Regions from separate parts of the Danio rerio genome. Here regions 2 and 3 are each linked to region 1. A link is a contact called in public HiChIP or PLAC-seq and Micro-C data. All regions are on one chromosome and are shown on one strand. Each heading gives the region's core, a stretch centred on a gene start, on an enhancer-like site or on the middle of the called end of the contact. The rest is flanking DNA. Distances are from core to core; before and after follow the strand shown. Region 1 holds the start of unkl (unk like zinc finger). Region 2 holds the start of pdpk1a (3-phosphoinositide dependent protein kinase 1a). Region 3 holds the start of il21r.1 (interleukin 21 receptor, tandem duplicate 1).

Evidence for each region. Hi-C and Micro-C count contacts between places; a contact is called where the count stands out from the background. HiChIP or PLAC-seq counts read pairs in DNA pulled down with a chosen protein or histone mark.
Region 2: a contact with region 1 is called in an H3K4me3 HiChIP or PLAC-seq map of embryo, with 6 times the contacts expected there. The contact joins the promoter of pdpk1a here to the promoter of unkl in region 1.
Region 3: a contact with region 1 is called in a Micro-C map of caudal fin, with 2.9 times the contacts expected there. The contact joins the promoter of il21r.1 here to the promoter of unkl in region 1. A contact is called at or near these places in 1 of 18 Hi-C or Micro-C datasets (caudal fin) and 1 of 4 datasets of contacts at active chromatin or transcription factors (embryo).

What each region holds. Positions count from the first base shown.
Region 1 is chr3:44,927,628-44,932,114 of GRCz12tu, forward strand. It overlaps unkl (unk like zinc finger), which reads left to right and starts at 2,455. Exons shown (of 15, transcript XM_005164232.6): 1 at 2,455-2,527; 2 at 3,407-3,616. The coding sequence starts at 2,463. It overlaps h3f3a (H3 histone, family 3A), which reads right to left and starts at 1,775. Exons shown (of 4, transcript NM_212996.1): 1 at 1,730-1,775; 2 at 739-879; 3 at 499-652; 4 at 27-403. The coding sequence starts at 866. The coding sequence ends at 275.
Region 2 is chr3:44,446,668-44,451,154 of GRCz12tu, forward strand. pdpk1a (3-phosphoinositide dependent protein kinase 1a) reads right to left here and starts at 2,044. Exons shown (of 13, transcript NM_001077344.1): 1 at 1,710-2,044. The coding sequence starts at 1,979.
Region 3 is chr3:44,509,734-44,514,220 of GRCz12tu, forward strand. It overlaps il21r.1 (interleukin 21 receptor, tandem duplicate 1), which reads right to left and starts at 2,101. Exons shown (of 8, transcript NM_001113510.2): 1 at 1,947-2,101; 2 at 963-1,086; 3 at 1-71. The coding sequence starts at 1,065.

The sequences.
Region 1 (4,487 bases), core at 1,205-3,704:
ATAATAACCCAACAAACAAGCATTGATTTGAGGTAGAGTAAATTTTATTTACAACCCAATGATCGATGGAAAAAGAAAAGAAAAAGGAAGAGATAAATACTAAGCATGCAACTAAAGCTGCCTTACAATGAGCACTACAAATGTAAATCTAGACACACTCACTTTAAAAACCTGAGTCTGTAAGGAATGCTTTACAAAATGACTCCAATGTACAAATCCATTGCTTTTACTTATGAGTGTTTCTCTTTAAAAGTTGAAATAAAAAAAGTAAAAATTAAGCCCTCTCTCCTCTGATTCGCCTTGCAAGCTGGATATCCTTGGGCATGATTGTTACTCTCTTGGCATGAATGGCGCACAAGTTGGTGTCCTCAAATAGACCGACAAGGTAGGCCTCACTTGCTTCCTGTTGAAATAAAATAAATAAGACATTAATCGTATTTAACCTCCTATATACATTCCTATAAAGTTATATTTATATTCATTACAATATAATCTCACCTGAAGAGCGCCAATAGCAGCACTCTGGAACCTCAGGTCAGTTTTGAAATCCTGTGCGATTTCTCTGACCAGACGCTGAAACGGCAACTTGCGGATGAGCAACTCTGTTGACTTCTGATAACGACGAATTTCTCTCAGAGCAACAGTTCCGGGCCTGAAATGTAAAAATTTAAACGTGTAAAACAGAAGATAGACATCTTTGTGTCTGTTAATGTCACTCAGCGCGTCTCATTCGCTCACCTGTATCTGTGAGGCTTCTTCACTCCTCCAGTAGAGGGCGCGCTTTTCCTGGCGGCTTTAGTTGCCAGCTGTTTTCTTGGCGCCTTTCCTCCAGTGGATTTACGCGCGGTCTGCTTAGTACGGGCCATTGTTTTTCAATTTCTAGGTGAAAAACACAAAAATGTTATAAATGCATTCATTTGAGGTTAAAAAAGAAAAACAGCAGTGGACTTAAAATGGCGGCATCATCCGGGTATTACAGACTGCTTGCACCACTTCCGCTAAGATGCAGCTACATAAATCATACAAATTACCATATTCTAATATTGTGCAAAGTAAATTGAAACCAGTAATAAAAGGTTGAAATTATTATACATCAGCTAAACTTCATGCACGTGTCCTAAAATAAAACAAACGCTACTGAAATAGATTTGCGCCAAAACACGAGCGGTTATATTCGGTCAACCTCTCCGGCATCAGCCTCCATCTGCAGCAGAGAAACAGTTTCCCTCTCAAACCTCAACACAACACCAAGCACACTTTCAAAGGGAATAGCAAAGATTAGCTGACTTAGAAACGGCGGGAAAATGCGCAGAGGCACAAGGGAGAGTTATTTGAATGCAGCAACAATGCAACAACCGGCAACTCGACCCCGTCAAGAACAAGCTGAACAAACCATTGTCCAAAATGGCGGGCAAAAACGTAGATTGATAAAGCAGCACATAATTACCACATACCACATGCGATACAAGGCTACGAGGACAAAAAGCCATACACGTGATAATAAAAATTCCATACATTATTCAATTAAGTATTACTGAGATATCCACAACATTAATCTAAGCTAATAATAAATTAGCCAGAAAAATATCTGTCATTAAGCACGAGAACCCAAAAATCCGACCAGCTCTGCAAATAACTCGAAGATTAGTTGAAAGTTAGCTTTCCTGTAAGTACTACTATTACTGTCTTTTACCATAATTTCTACCAAAATAAAATACAGCTTACTTACACAAACCTCTTTGTACCACGATCTTCTACTCGGCGGATCTTGTATTTGAAATATGAGGGCTGGGCTTCTATTTATATATTTCTGAGGCTTGTCCCTTAGATACGCCCACGTGTGACGTTTCTGTTTCTCATTGGTGCAACGCAACACAGCTCCCCCTCTGATGTTTCGCTTCATCTGCATTGTTTACCTTTCAGAATAGTGCAATTTAGCTTTATTGTATAAAATACAACTTTGAATATTTCATATGCCCTGAAAAAATAAGTGTAATAATTATTACCACTGAAATTCTTTTCGAAAAATTATTTCGAAATTCACAATTCTTGGCAGATGTTTAATACACATTACGTTATATGTTCACATTAAAATTCAAAACGTAAGGAAATAAAAAGAACTATAAACACAGCCGCTACATTAAACTACACGACACTCAAATAAATTTAAAATGATTCGGGGAAATTAAAAAGCGTACATTAATTACAGATACGCAAATACTTTTTTTGTTTTATTGTGTTTTTCCTATGCTTGTTCGAACGTCGTGTAACTGCAAGCAAATAAGCGTGTGGTTATTGTGTGAGGATGAGGAATCGTGTTACAGCAGTGGTGCTATGCAGCATGGCCATTGTCTTTTATTTGTTTGTCCCGCCAGTTGCTCATATTGGCCTTGCAGCGGCGCGCGAGAGCATGAGTAGACGAGAGGGTCCCCGCGCACGCGCTATTATTGTTTTGACTGAAAATGCCGTCGGTTTCGAAAACGGCGGCGAGCGCTTCTCCTCAAACCGAGAAACCAACCCACTATACGTAAGTAAACATTAAACGGACTAAATTACATTTCTGCGCAACGCGATGACTATTCGACAGTCGCCTGTCGGGTTTATAATCGTAAGGCGTGCTGTTTCCTCTCCCTCTGTGCGTTTTAAAATGGTGCTTTTCCTTTTGTAAATTCTTCCGAATGCACGCGGCTCTCAAATCTCAATGTTGATCAAATCAACAATCTCATCTCCGCTAAACGCGGACTTATTTTCCGTTTTAATGCTTTGCGCGCGCTATGTGCATTGTAAAACTTAAGAAAGTGCTCTTTGCTTATTTGGCCAATGTCTGCTTGTGTGAGAGCTCGAAGACATGTACACTGCACAGCAGTAAAGCGAGCGAGTTGAGACGCTCGCTAGATGTAGCTAGCAGGCTGGTTTGTTAGCTGCATCCGCCTCCTTCCTCGGCCCGTGTTTCTTGCTCTACGTTCTTTTCGCGGCGTACGCACCATTGGTTTGAATGGAACGTACGTCGAAGATTTAACGTAACTCCGAACGCTAATCGCGGAGTACTTGGCGTAAGCTTCTAATGTTATGCTGGAGAGCCTCGATAAATGGCTCACGGTGGAATTTTAACACTACGAAACACAATTTGTTCCTGTGTAGATGTTCACAAACACATAAAACGATCATTGTATGTTTCTAGCTTCTGAACGCGTCGCGGAATGTTTATCTGGGGCTAGTTTTGTTGTGGAATGGCAGCGTGTAAGAAACTACGCAGTGAATACAGCCACAAACTTTGAACGTAGTTTGACATTCCTGCGTCCCATTCTGTCCATTCTGATTTGTTTACATCGGTCCGTAGTGGTGTTTGGCGCGGATGTGATTGATTATAAAGCGTTTGACCGTGCCTTTTCTGTCTGAATTCTAGATATTTGAAGGAGTTCAGGACCGAGCAGTGCCCACTGTTTTTGCAGCACAAATGCACACAGCATAGACCCTTTACATGTTTCCACTGGCATTTTCTAAACCAGCGAAGACGGAGACCCATACGGAGAAGAGACGGGACTTTTAATTACAGCCCAGATGTGTATTGCACGAAGTATGATGAAACAACAGGGATATGTCCCGACGGAGACGAGTAAGTTGCTTTATATATCATTTTTACACACAATGGTCACCTTTACGCGCCAACGCGCGCTGTGGACGTGCTTCTGTTTTGGTCGACAACGTGCTTGAGAAGAAGACGGTGTTTTTATCATTGTGGTTTCTGTAAGATCAGACTATTATAAACACATTTGACACGAGACATTGAGACTTTTCAGTAACCACGAGCATGTAGAAATGTTTTGACTCGTCTTTTTTGAGCAGCACACACCCTCTTTGTGAAATATGTAGCAGATGATTGCCTTGTAAACTCACTATGGTGTTTACTTTACGTTAATGTTTTACTCCCCGTGTATGTCTGAGATTGACTAATGGATATCACTTTCCCTTGTAGAGCAAGTTGTCTTTCGCCCTTTGTGTGTGTTTTTATCTCGAGTTTCACTTCCACTTTTAACTGCTGTATCGTCTCTCGGTTCCTAGTCTAATCTGTCTAACAGAAATGTGTAACTTCAGTTTGGAAATGAAGGTCAGGCTGATGATGATGATGATGATGATGATGGTGATGATGGTGACAGTGGGGGTGGTGTTTGTTGCTTTCCTTGTGTTTTGCTCTTTAGGAGCCCAAAGACACGCCCCCCGTTTTCTGCCTTTTGATTGGCTATCCTGTGCACGTACTCTATTTTTGATTGGCTCTTTGCTGTTACACTGTTTACAATTCCCTCGCTTCTTAAAAACTCATGTGTTTACCAAGCACGCCAAAAGTTGTTAGAATATTCGCAGTCTCCCTTTTTGAATATAAAAACGTTCATGCAGCCTCTGAATTACTTCAGTTTACTCCTGATATGGGGTTTTATCTCAGTTAAGTTGTTAAAAACATTGGGCTCAAGTTATGTTGTTTGCTATAT
Region 2 (4,487 bases), core at 794-3,293, 480 kb before region 1:
AAATTCTAAAACATCTGTCACAATACTATACTATACTATACTATACGGTCACACTTTACAATAAGGTTCATTAGTTAATGTTAATTAATGCATTTACTAACATGAACAAATAATGAACAGCATATCTACTACAGTATTTGTTCATGTTAGTTAACGTTCGTTAAAGAAAATACAGTAGTTCATTATTAGTTCATGTTAACTCATGGTGCATTAACTAATGTTAACAAGCACAGACTTGAATGTTAATAATGCATTAGTAAATGTTCAATTAGGATTAATAAATGCTGTACATGTGTTGTTCATGATTAGTTCATGTTAGTAAATGCATTAACTAATGAACCTTATTGTAAAGTGTTACCTACTATACTATATTATACTATACTATATTATACTATACTATACTATACTATACTATACTATACTATACTATACTATACTATACTATACTATACATTTGTCAAAATATTAGCTATACCACACATATTAATGTTTTTATCGAATTAATTTTTGATACCAAGGCCACTGAAACTTAAAATGTATGAACAAACAAAAGATTTGCCCAAATGCTATATTTAATTCACATATTATTGATTTTTTAACTTTTAATTGCAAGATAATTTGTTAATTAAACTACCAAACATATCTGTTCACTGACTATACTTAATACTATACTATACTATACTATACTATACTATACTATACTATACTGCACATATGTCCAAATACTATATTTAGACCATAAATAATCAGTCACGGATGATTTCATTATATGAATTAAATGCAAGGTCAACACTGCACAACATTTTGAACATGCTCGAAAACTCACAAAAGTTTGCACACACACACCAGAATTGGAAAAAAATGTATGTTTGATATGGGTTTCAGAAGAGGGTGTGGCGAAAGGGCTCGACAGCACCACTTATAAACAATCAACGAAGTGGCCCATGAGACAAATCAATTTCTAGGGCTACTGAAACTTAAAAGTGTTCGTTTAATCCCAACATATCGATGAAACCAAAGTAACAACAGCAAATCAACTACCAGAATGTCACTTTACTATACTGTACTGTACTTTACTACACTATACTATACTGTACTTTACTGTACATCTGTCCAAATATTATATTTAGACCATAAATAATCAATCACAGATGATTTCATTATATTAATTAAATGCGAGGTCCCTTTCATTGCTGCTTGCAGCTTTAATTATTTTTGTTTGTTCTGAAATAAATCAAATTTTGAGAGTCTGAACATGCAAAGAAACTCATAAAAGTTTGCACACACACCAGAAGTGGCAAAAATTTACGTTTGATATGGGGTTCAGAAGTGGGTGTGGCAAACAGGCTCATTATATACTATACTATACTATACTATACTATACTATACTATACTATACTATACTATACTATACTATACTATACATCTGTCTAAATACTATATTTACAGCATAAATAATTAATCATAGATGATTTAATTACATCAATTAAATGCGAGGTCCCTTTCATTGCTGCTTGCAGCATTAATTATTATTATTTTGTTCTGGAAAGAATCACATTTTTGAGAGTCTGAACAAATAAATGAAACCAAACTTACAACAGCAAATCAACTACTAATAATAGCTGTCAGTTTACAATACATCTCTCCATGTATGTTTTTGTTTCATAATATCTGCTACCTGGGCTATTGAAAACAGCAAAATCACCCACCGTTGAAAAGGAGCCCTCTCCTAAAATTTTGCCAAAGCTGAAGTCCTCCTTCTTGAATGATTGCGGAGGCTTGAGAGCAGGCGTGCTGGACTCCCCCCCACGGACCTCCATGCCGAGATGCTGAGGAAGCCTGGAGTTCAGCTGAGTCCTTACCATTGATGAAGAAGCACAGGAACGCAACGCCACGCTAGGCTGGATGAGAGCAGCATCGTACTGAACGAGCAAAACACACACACACACACAAAGCAAACATGACACAGAGTCAGACATGCGGGTGCGTGTGCAATGAGGAACCAAACCACCTTAGAAGCAGTAAAACCAGCAGCTGATAAAGTACAGTAGAGCTTCCGCAGAGGGGAGGGCTGTTTGTGTTCAGCCAGGATTACGAGTACTCAAATTCATTCACTCAGACCTGCCTTTGTTTACGCTGCAGAGAGCGCAAAATATTTACCCTGTCGAAGTGACAAAAACATCTTTTTTTTTTTCTTTTTGTGCACAACAGTTTCAGTTAAGTGTAACCACAATTCTGAAGCTAACCACATGTACAGTAGCTGAATGAAAATGTTGAGGTGAGGGACTGTTTAAAGGTGCACCACTTGTTAAAATACTTGAATAAAGATGAATTGAAAGTTATATTCAGAATTGAGATTTGTTATACAGTGCTCAGCATATACGAGTACACCGCTCACAAATATGTCTTTTAAATTCACATTTTTAATAGGAAGATATACAATATTATATCTCTGTATATACATTAGTCAGTACTGGAGCCAAATCTGGAGCTTATCTAGCAAAATAACTTACAATAACGGTCCAAAAAATAGTACAGCCAAATTTATATATTATAGAAAAATATTAAATACAAATTTTAAAAAGAGGAAATATCAAGAGAATAAAAAAAAAATATTTAAAATTTAGTTGATTTTTTTTTTGCAATATTAAGCATGAATTTAATTATATTATATTTTAATTTCTAAATATGTTCATTAAATATTAAATGAATAATTAATGATTGATAAAATATTATTTTAATAAATATATCCGTTTTATACATCTGTTTTGTTTAAATGCCCCAAAAATGCATTGTCAATTTCACAGAAAAATAGAGAAAAATATATTTTTTTCAAAAAGGGATGTTTCCCAGAGATGGGTTGCAGCTGGAAGGGCATCTGCTGCGTAAAAACTTGCTGGATAAGTTGGCGGTTCATTCCGCTGTGGCGACCCCGGATAAATAAAGGGATTAAGCCGTCAAGAAAATGAATGAATGAATGAAAACTGGGTGTACTCAATTATGCTAAGCACTTTACAGGGTTAATAAGAATAATAAAGGGGTTTTATCACCATCTATGATACAATAAAGAACTTTTAACATCAAACATGTCAATGAACAATAGGTACTTGTTATTAAATGTCCTCCAGATTTTTTAAAATATTTTTTTTTACAAATTAAGTTTCTTTATGCCTTTTTTTCCCTTTGCCCCAATAAAAGTGGTTGCTTAAAAAACACTATTCCCCCTTGATTAAAACAGGGTTTCTTTCAAAATAATTGTTAACCAAAAAAGATTGAATGGAACCTTTTTGTTTAACAACAACAATAACAACAACAAAACCTCAAGAGTGAAAAAAAATAAAAATTAAGGGAATGAAAAATGGCTTATAATAAAATAAAAATACACTTAAAAATTAACAATCACTGTTGCCTCACAGCAAGAAGGTCGGTGTTTCGAGTCAGTGTACTCAATTACGCTAAGCAATTTAAGTAGCCTAGCTGTTTTTTCTGCAACACTATATTACAAAGTATTTTATGTTCAATTCAATTCACACACATTATATATATAGCAGCACACAAAAACACATTATATTATATATAAACAGCACAAAAACATGTCTAATGTGTTAATAAGACCCTAAGTGTCATTTAAAATACAATGTATTTATGTATCACCTGAATGCTGAATTAACAAGCTTTTTAGAACTGAAGGTTTAAAAAACATAATCAAAAGAATCTACGAACTTCTTTGCAATGTATATTACTTCACTTATTATTCCTGTAATTGTTATTAAATTAAAGGAAAATCAATCATTGTGATTCACAATGTATCTTGGCAAAAAAAAAAAAAAAAAAAAAAAAACCTAGAGCAGGTTCACACATTAGTATTACCACAATGTTGACATATTAGGCTGCAAAAATGGTTACCTTAACAGCTACAATACCAAAACATACATTGTTGTATAAATAAATATTCAGAGTAAACAACCGTTTCATACCATTTATTGAAAACCTCTTGACTCAAAGTAGGTTTGTCTTAATAACTTGATATTTAGCATTAAAAAAAAATCTATGTCCTTATGGAGTAACAAAATGGAATATTTTTTATTTATTTATTTTTTTTTTTGGTGGTGGTGGTGGGAAGGGGGTGGTAGCAGTCTATAGAAACTGGTTTATTTAACATGCAACTAATCGCCTCAAGGGGGCAGACATTTCATGATTATTACATGATCAGCAATAGTTTCACTTTTATAATCAACCCAACTATTGGATCCTAAAGATAGATTGCAGCAGAGCCTATATGTCAGATTGGGGTTTTATTTTTATATAATATAATATAATATAATATAATATAATATAATATAATATAATATAATATAATATAATATAATATAATATAATATAATAGAATAGAATAGAATAGAATAGAATAGAATAGAATAGAATAGAATGGCTGTTTTTCCCTACATGACAAATAGCTCACGCCTCAGAGCTTCAGATGACACACT
Region 3 (4,487 bases), core at 851-3,350, 420 kb before region 1:
CAAGTCAGAAGCAGAGCAGTTGAGCGCTGAGATGAAGTCTGTGGTGCAGTTCACACTGCATGCAGCATCATCTGCAAAGAGGAAATGTGGTCAGTCGAGCTACAGAGAAACAGAAGCGTTTCTTCTCAATGCGGCACCTGTATAGGTCAAAGCTCACGTATGTTGTTGATTTTATTTAGAGAGGAGCTTGTTTGGAAATGCTTGAAAGAAAAAGTTGACTCAACTCAAAATTGTAAGGCAACTTGCAGCAGAGCTTTTTTTTTAAGTTGACTCAAAAATGATTCAAAAATGTCCTGAAAATGTCTACCGTCAAATTTTAAGTTGAGTCTACTCTTCTTTTTTTTACAGTGTTTAGTTGAAGTCAGAATTATTAGCCCCGTTTATTTATTTTTTCTCAATTTCTGTTTAACGGAGAGAAGATTTTTTCAACACATTTCTAATCATAATAGTTTTAATAACTCATCTCTAATAACTGATTTATTTTATCTTTACCATGATGACAGTAAATAATATATGACTAGACATTTTCAAGACACTTCTATACAGCTTAAAGTGACATTTAAAGGCTTAACTAGGTTAATTATGTTACCTGGGCAGGTTAGGGTAATTAGGCAAGTTATTGTGTGAAGATGGTTTGTTCTGTAGACAATCAAAAAATATATAGCTTAAAGGGGCTAATAATTTTGTCCTTAAAATGGTGTTTAAAAAAATTAAAAACTGCTTTTATTCTAGCTGAAATAAAACAAATAAGACTTTCTCCAGAAGAAAAAAATATTATCAGACATGCTGTGAAAATTTCCTTACTCTGTTAAAAATCATTTGAGAAATATGTAAAAAAGAAAAACAAATTCAAAGGGGGCTAATAATTCTGACAAACTGTATATGTGATTATTATTAGAGGTTATTAGGATTATGCTTTGATTTTTTAGAAACCAAATGTGCTGCAATAGATGTAGACTTACAGCACTGTAGAAGTCCACAAACAACAAGCAAGAATGTGGCTCGCCATGAAGCCATCATGGAGGAAGAGGGAAAGAAACTGTGGTCAGCCCTGCTCAAATGCATTGTACAGAGGCCACATGCACACTGCAAGGAAAGTAAACACGTAATTTTAAAGCATTGGTTTGGTTCAAATAAGTGTGTCGGGTTTTATCATGTATAAATTAATAAGTCTAAATAATATTTTCAAATTAAATTTAATTCTATATTATGAGTAATTTAATACATCAACTTAACTCAAAAACAACATAAATACCCCCAAAAAATAATAATAATTAATTTACTCATTTTCCTTGAGCTTAGTCCCTTTATTCATCTGGGGTTGCCACAGTGGAATGAACCGCCAACTCATCAATCATATGTTTTACACAGCGGATGACTTTCCAGCTGCAACCCATCACTGGGAAACACCCATACACACTCATGCAAACACATACACTACGGACAATTTAGTTTATTTATTCACCTAACGCATGTCTTTGGATTGTGGGTAAAGCGGAGCACCCGGAGGAAATCCACATGAACAGGGAGAACATTCAAACTCCACACAGAAATGCCAACTGACCAGCGAACTTCTTGCTGTTATGCGACAGTCCTAACCACTGAGCCACAGTGTCACCATTAAATAATAATACATATGCAAGCTACATATACAGCCTAAACTAATATAAATATACAGATGTGGACAAAATCGTTGGGACCCTTTCATTAAAAAAAAAAAAAAAAAGCAACAGCGCTGAAATACCTTAAAAAAGTAATGAATAATCAAAAACGACTACAAAATATGCCTTTAAATTGTGGTTCAACTGAAGCGTTAATGAAGACAAACTGAAACTGCTCTGGACAAAAACAGTACCAGCATCTGTACATTCATACATACGCATACATTTTTGATTATTTTAGCTTAAAGTATCTTTTAAAATAAACAGAGAAGTCTTAAATCTTACCTTAATAATATTCCCATTGAACCAATTTACAAGAATGAATATCCAAAATGATCCAGTTTATAATCAAATAGCAGTTGTGCATAGCATGGTGACATTTACACTGTGTCAATCTGCCCATCTACACGCACAGTCAGAGAGCTTGTGAAGAAAGACTGAGTGGATGTGGTTGTGGTAAAGCAGGCGCATACTAGGCTCCGCCTCCATGAGACCAACTAAGGACTTTCCTGTTGTGTAGACGTGACTCTTCGGGGGCTTGATAAAAGAAAAATGCAGCGTCAAGATGTTCACATTTCAGATTACTGTAACATAGAAATGATGACCTGGCATGAAATTGAAACTATAAATAAAGTCAGTGATGATGTTTGTGATTTTATAATGCTGAAATAAACAAACTATTACAAAAATATTAGCCCTCCTGTGATTTTCCCTTTCTTTTTCATATATTTCCTAAATTATGTTTAACAGCGGAAGACAATTTCACAGTATTTCCCATTATATTCTTTCTTCTGGAGAAAGAGTTGTGTTTTATTTGGCTAGAATGAAAGATGCTTTAATTTTTGAACCATTTTTGGTCAATATTATTAGCCCCCTTAAGCAATGTTATATTTTTTGATTGTCTACAGAAGGGGTTCCCGAACTTTTCAGCCCACGACCCCTAAAATAACAATGTTAGTGACTTGTGACCCCCAAAATCCTCTTAGGTGGTTATAAATATGCAAGCGTTGCACATACAACAATAGGAACTACAAAACATTAGCATATTGACAACAGAAACAAGTCTATTCTTGGTTTAATTTTGGAGACTGCTATAATCAGAGATCATCCTCAATGTTCAGTTGTGGTCTGTATTAATATTTAATGTATTTGACTGCCATAAAGGTGTCAGAGAGTTTACCCTGGTGCTATAATATCAATTTGCTGCAGCTGACGCTATTGCTGAGTTGTTAATCTAACGTAAACACACTAATCTTGTGAAAAAAAGTAATTTAAGGGCTGACGGATTTTCATTTGCATGTTGTTGCTTTTTTCTACTATTTTATCTTCTGTGGGTTATGGATAAAATAAAGTGATTCTTATAGTTTAAGAAAACTGTTTGACTTTTGGAAATCACCAAGCGACCCGGTCAATGTCCCGCAACCCTCCAGAGCGTCCCGACCCCCACTTTGCGAACCAGTTGGCTGCGTCCGAAACCGCCTACTACTCATTAGGTACTGCATTTGAATTTAAACTTACTACTCAGCCGTTAGAAAAGTATGTTCTATAAAGTATGAATGTGAAAAGTACGAATGGAAGTCGGACGTACTACACCTGCCATTTTGTCATGGTCATGTGACCTACCTGCGTCATTTGCACTGCTTCACTTCCATTCATAAATTGGCTTGCGGGGCATCATAGGATAGAGCAGCGTGCATGGAATGCGCACTTCAGAATCTCGCTGGAAGTTATAAGTCATCCGGATACTTCTCGCATACTGATTTTCGAATTCTATGAATTCGGACATACTACTCGGCTTGCATACTGATTTTAGCTTACTGTATAGTATGGAAGTATGCAGTTTCGGACAATATTATCTGGATGCAGCCTTTATGATGCAGGCTGAGATTGCATCACTCAGCGATGCAATGTCAGACACAATGCACTCAATGGAGTGAGTGACGTCAGTGTGACCGGTAGGGTTAGGGGTGGCGTTAGGTGAGCACATTAAAAAGCATTGGATGCAGCTCACATTGCACTGTACCGAGTCTGCAGCCAGACCCCTCTTTTTTTCGGTTCTTCTTCTTGGTTTTATGGAGCGTTGTGAACCAACTTTAGAGGTGCATATCATCACCTACTGTGATGGAGTGTGAAAAGACTGAACTTTAATTTCTATTATAAGAATTAAAAGTTCTATTTTATAATCCACTATAATTGAATCTTATAATTGCCTTAATTTGTCTCCCTGAATTTAAACCATCTTTTAAAAAACCTTTTATTAAGAAATCCTGATATCCTAAGGTATGCAATTCCTCTTTAAGATTTCTCTTTTCATTTTTATATGCTTTGCATGGAACCACTGGTCTACAGAACAAACTACATGACCTCACATGGGTTCCTGGTTGCAAAAAAAAGACCGGTTGCAACAGCAAAAATGGATGGCGAATTTGAAAAATAGAAAACATAGCTTTTACCGTACACCACACTGCTTTTAATGCCAACCACAGACGTCTTTGACTAAAAGGGAGCTGAATGGAGTGAGGACCCAATTAAAAATGCTTGCCTCTGCAGTTCTCATTTGAAATCAGGTAAGTTCACGCTATGCTAAATCATACACATTACTCTCTGCTGAGTGCAGCAATGATTTCTGCAAAAACACTTAAACATGGTGAATTAAACTGCGGACACTGAATGCTAAGAATGAAATGTAAAAATGTACGTTCACATGCCCTGCCCCACAGGTGCAGTTCACTGTAAGAATGCAGTTCGTTTGCTTGCTGATGATTGTCCAGGCCTTGTACAGTTCCGACTTCTTTCCTTGTCTTTGGCTAGGCAGAACCTCGGTTT